Linked DNA regions of Ovis aries: region 1 is linked to region 2. Evidence: chromatin contacts called from public Hi-C data. All regions are on one chromosome and are shown on one strand. Each heading gives the region's core, a stretch centred on a gene start, on an enhancer-like site or on the middle of the called end of the contact. The rest is flanking DNA. Distances are from core to core; before and after follow the strand shown. Region 1 overlaps RPA1 (replication protein A1). Region 2 holds the start of WDR81 (WD repeat domain 81).

The links. A called contact is a pair of places that touch in the nucleus more often than the background predicts.
Region 1: a Hi-C map of tail adipose tissue shows a contact between it and region 2, with 6 times the contacts expected there. The contact joins the enhancer-like site here to the promoter of WDR81 in region 2. A contact is called at or near these places in 10 of 16 Hi-C or Micro-C datasets (blood, hypothalamus, liver and 4 more).

Annotation. Positions count from the first base shown.
Region 1 is chr11:22,809,729-22,812,477 of ARS-UI_Ramb_v3.0, reverse strand. All of the region lies in intron 5 of RPA1 (replication protein A1), which reads right to left. Among named protein-coding and RNA genes, the nearest start is that of RPA1, 20 kb to the right of the region's middle. Within about 2 kb of position 1,482, at least 4 of the 54 cell types and tissues checked have an H3K27ac peak or open chromatin away from gene starts, as enhancers often do.
Region 2 is chr11:22,709,969-22,712,668 of ARS-UI_Ramb_v3.0, reverse strand. It overlaps WDR81 (WD repeat domain 81), which reads right to left and starts at 1,443. Exons shown (of 10, transcript XM_027975144.3): 1 at 1-1,443. The coding sequence starts at 1,172. LOC121820574 (a long non-coding RNA gene) reads left to right here and starts at 912. Exons shown (of 2, transcript XR_006061133.2): 1 at 912-1,134; 2 at 1,939-2,700.

The DNA.
Region 1 (2,749 bases), core at 233-2,732, 100 kb before region 2:
TGCTTGGGGCTGGTGCACTGAGACGACCCAGAGGGATGGTATGGGGAGGGAGGCCGGTTCAGGATGGGGAACACGTGTATACCTGTGGCGGATTCATGTTGATGTATGGCAAAACCAATACAATATTGTAAAGTAATTAACCTCCAATTAAATAAAAAAACTGGAAAATACAAGTTCATAAAAACAAAAGAAAACTTCTGCATAGCAAAAAAAACCCCACCATAAGCAAAGTCTGAAAGACACTGTTAACTTGTATCAGAGATGAAGGACTAATTCTATTTTTTAAAAAAGATATCTTAAAAATTGAGAAGAAAAAGATAAACAAAAGAAAAATGGACAACACAACAGTTCAGAGAATAAAAAGCCCTTAATTAAACATTTAAAAGGATGCTCATATTGCTCACAATACAAATTAAGCACTACACTGAGATCTGAGTTTTCATCTATCAGATTGATTTGAAACAAAAATCAAAAGATTAACAACATACTCTGTTGGCATAGCTGTGAAGAAACAAGTATTTTCACATATTGTTGGTGGGAATGCAAAATGATACTATCCTATGAAGGGAACGCAAGCATATCTACCTACCACAAACGCATTTATCCATGGATCCAACAATCTCACCTTTAACAACCAAAACCCCTCTGCCCATATACCTGCATATGTATAAGGTTATCTGCTGCAGCACTGTCTTAATAGCCAGAGTATGGAAACACCCAACTGCCCATCAATAAAAGGCTGGTTAAACTATGGAATAGTCATACAACACAATATGCTATACTGTTAACAAATGAATAAGTAAAAATGAGGAACATCTTTAAATATATATATGAAAATATCTCTAAGCTAAAATTAAAAAACAAAAACAGGACTGAAAAAAGACAGACAACATAGTGTACACAGTTGTCTAGCTGTTCAGTGTTGTTTTTCTAAAATCCTACCTTTGGTGTAAGCAAAGTGGATTATGAGTGAAAATACGTAATTTATGTACTTGATTATATTTTCATTAAGAAATCCCTTGAAGGACAAAAAGAAACCACTGAAACTGGTTACCTACAGAGGGCAGCAGTGAGTACGAACAAGTCAAGAGAAGGCAGGGGCAGGAGTAAGATTTCTCTAAATATTTAATTTTAGAGTTTTGCCTTCTGAAAGATGTTTTGCCTTCTGAAAGTAGATATTATCTACTCAAAATTAAAAACAAAAATTACTGTTTATTTAAAAAAATATGTCTATCTTAACATTTCAACTTTGAAAAGTATACAAGTTTTAATGGACAAATATGTGAACACAAAGCAGAGAAACAGCTCTAAGATTTGAAATAAACTGCCCCTGGATAGGAGCCAGAGGACAAAGAAGAGCTGGGCAGGGACATGTTTTTTTGTTTTTGCTTCAAAGAACACACTTGCAAAACTATTTGACTTTTAAAACTATGTACAAGACACGACAGAATAACAGAGACCAAGATGACCCTCCCACCAAAAATAACCAAAAAGAAGGCAAAATATTCATGAGACAAATGATTCTCAGGATACTGGACATTAAGCAACAAAGGACAGTATTTCCGAGACAGAGGAAACAAACAAGGCGAGTGTGACTGCCCCAGAGTACTGGAAGCCCTGAGGGTTTCCAGGCTGTGACACAGGAAGCGGGCATGGAGCAACCCCTGAGTTAAGGAGACGGAATTGAGCATGTGGGGAATAAGACAGGAGGGTTCTCAGGACAAAGCACCAGAGAAGACAGCTGCACGGAGAAAGGCCTCCAGAGATGATGGAAGGTTCCCCTCGAGGAGTCGGCGGCAGAGTACTGGTTGGCTGATCTCTGTGTGGAAGCTATCGGAAGCCAGGGAAAGAAAGAACCATCTGAGAAGGCCTCGGGGATCAGTGTCCAGTGCTTACAACAAGCTAGAAACAGCACCTGTACCTAACAGCCAGAATGGAAAACTTCACATTCACGGGGCATTGAGTAGGATACTGACGGTCTTGCCTCTGTACTATGAATAACCAGACCCAGAATAAATGCCACTCTCTGATCCCATCCAGCAAATTTTAAAAGCAACATCCCAAAAGATAAAACTGTTTCCAAATAATTTAACTGTATCCCCGAAAAAAATTCAAGAATATAAGTTTCCAGCACCCAACAGGGTATGAATCACAATGCCTGAATTCATTCCAAGATTACCAAGCACACAAAGCAGAAAAATACTCTTAATAAGGGGAAAAAAATTGACTGATTAAAATAAACCAAGAACTGATACTGATGCTATTCTAAAGCAGAGACATCATTTTGCCAACAAAGGTCTGTATAGTCAAAGCTATGGTTTTTCCAGTAGTCATGCACAGGTGTGAGTCGGACCATAAAGAAGGCTGAGAGTCAAAGAATTGATGCTTTCGAGAGGTTTCTTGAGAGTCCCTTGAACAGCAAGGAGATCAAACCAGTCAATCCTAAAGGAAATCAACCCTGAATATTGAACTTTGGCTACTTGATGCAAAGAGCCAACTCATTGGAAAAGACCCTGAAGCTGGGAAAGACTGAAGGCAGGAGAAGGGGATGACCAAGGATGAGATGATTGGATGGCATCACCGATTCAACGGACATGAGTTTGAGTGAACTCCCAGAGATAGTGAAGGACAGGGAAGCCTGTCAAGGGGTCACAAAGAGTCAGATACAACTGAGCGACTGAACAACAAAGTTAAGTCAACTGTTTCTCTGAGTTCTGAAAGCCACTGTAGAAAATTAATATAATTGAGG
Region 2 (2,700 bases), core at 194-2,693:
GGCACGGTGAAGTCGACCACCCAGGGCAGCACCGGATGGTAGTTGGGGTCCCCCTGCCGCCGACCCGCCAACCGATTCAGTTGCATGAGGTAGTGGAAGTTGCTGATGCGGCCGTGGACCCAGTCTAACACAAGGCCCCTGAGCTCCTCCTGGCATGTGGGACACCCAGGTCCCCGTCTTCCCTCCTCGCCAGGCTCGACACCTGCCCTATTTCTTGCTTCCTGGGTCTCCTCATCCCCCGCCTCCTCGGGCCTCTCATAAGCACTCAGGTCCAGGCGGAGCTCGCTGCAAAGTTTCTCATCCACGGCAATGTGGTGCAAAGACAGGGCCCCGCAGGCCAGTCCCTGCTGGTGACAGGCATCCATGGCCCTCAGCACACGGAAGAGAATGAAGAGCACCTTGGCTTGGCTGTTGGTCAGCTTGGCGGGGCTGAAGGTGACCACATCGTGCAGGGAGAACTGCACATACGGGTGCACCACGTAGAGCATCTCCGGGGACTCCAACAGAGCCTCCGCTCTCAGAAGACTGGGAGAGGCAGGGCAGCCCCGAGGGGCACAGGGGCCTTCTCTGGCATATGAGGGGCACTGCGCAGCTTCGCCCAGTGGCAGGAAAGGGCAACCATAGACCCTCTGCAGAGCCTGTCGCACTGAATCCAGGGCAGGGACAGCTGCGGGGGCAGGGCTATGACTGTAGGGCTGCCCGTAAGTGTGATACGCGTGGCGCCACAGGTTGCGATAATTCTGGGCAGCCACATCCTGCATGAAGCGAGTGAGGGTCTCCGGGGTGCCGGATCCCTCCTCAAAAGCCAGGCCGCCCAGCGGGTAGGAGAGCCTTCGTTTCCGCAGCCCGTGCACCTCGACTCTAGTCCAGCCGGCAGGCAGCCTCTGCACGGAGCGTTGCAAGAGAGTCCTGACTTCCGCTTCGCTCAGGCCTTCGGCGCGCGGACAGGGTCCCGGGGGCAGCCTGCGCTCGCGGAGGCTGGCCAGCCAGCGCGCGGGCACCAGAGCTACCACGTGTGCACCCCCCGGGGCCGGAGCCAGCTGCCGGGCATCGATGCTCAGGTCCTTCTCCACGCTCCGGAGCAGCTCCTCCATGTCGGGGCTCGGGGGCGGTGACCAGCCCTCCGCCTTGGCGGTAAGCGCGACTTCCCGCCCCCTGCTCCCCAGGGCCATCCCCTCTTGGCCGCCTGGGGGCAGCGCGGGGCTGAGCCCTGCCACAGCCCCCCTCGCCTCGGCTTCCCGGATGCCAGATGGGTAGGGGTAGGCGAGGGACTGGGGCTGGGGCGGAGGAGGCGGGGATGGGCCGGGGATAGAGGGGGGCCGCGGGGGAGCTCTTACCCCTCCGCAGGGTCCTGCGCTCCAGGCACGGCCGGGCGGGGGCTGAGGGGCGCCAACGCCAGGCTCCACCGCCAGGCTCCACCGTGACGGGTCAGCTGACGCTGCTCACGTGATCGCCCGGTACGGAAACAACCGCACGTGGCTCGACTGAACCCGGGAACCCCGCCTCCTCTAGGCCGCGCCACCGCCCGCCGGCCTCTCCTTCCCCGCACCCTGCTAGGCCTGGTGGCAGCTTCGCTTCCTCCCGGGCTGAATCGGGCAGGGGTGGGGGCTATGAGCGGCCCACGAGACTTCCCTTTCCCTCCTTACTTCTTCCTTCAAGCGCTGGGACGCAGACCTATGGAGGGTTTCCCTTAGAGAGGGCAGCCTCAGGTGATCACCCCCGCCGCCGCCGCCGCCACAACCACCTCGCTCTGGTTTTACCGATAAGAAACCTGAAGCAGAGCTGGGACTTTTCACATTAAGTCCCTTCACCGCCTCCAAGCTGCCTTCCAAAAGAAAGAGCTTTTAATTTTCCAAAGTTTCAGCGGTAACATTCCATTTGGCCCTGGCAACACTCAGTGATTTAGGAAGGGCGGTTATTATTGTTCATATTTTACAGGTAAAAAACCAAGAACCTCTGAAGAGGCTTGTCCAAATGGCAGCATGGAAACTCACCAAACTGGGGCACAGATCTGCTCTGGAGTCCTCCCCACTGACAGCTCTTTAAAGGCTTTTTTTTTTTTTTTTTAAATAATAAAAATTCTGGGCAATCTTGGGGAGAGAAGTTGAAGGCTGAAAAGCCAGGATGGAAATGTTCCCCCAAGACTTCCTGTTGAAGATCTGTCTCTGCTGTGTGACAGAGCCTGCCTGCTGTTGTCAGAGCCTTGCAGATGCCACGGTGGCTGGGGGGAAGGTGCAACATGGCAGGGAGCAGAAACCAGCGAGCTGGCGCCAGAATTACAGGACTCCTTCAAGACGTCTGGATTCTGACTCATTTGTGGGATTGACAGGCCATTGTCTTCAGCGAGACATCAGTATCTATTTTTCCAGTCCCACTCCTAGAAGGAGAGTTTGCCTCATGTAGGAGTCTGGTGTGGAGGTGTGGGAGCTCCATAAAGGCACTTAAGAAAAAAAATAAAGTCCTAATTAGAGAGGAACAGGGATGGCTCAGCCATAATTTGATTTCATCTGTATCCTTCTTGAAAAAGGCAGCTAGAACCGCTGATGTGCTTGGTCACATGACCTTGAGCGATAATAACTTAACAGCCACCACTTACAGAGCACTGATCAGGAGCCAGGCATCTTGCTAAGCAGTTTGCATACTTTAAATTCTCACCACAACCCTTTTTAAGAGGATAGTTTTAGATCCGTTTTAGGATGA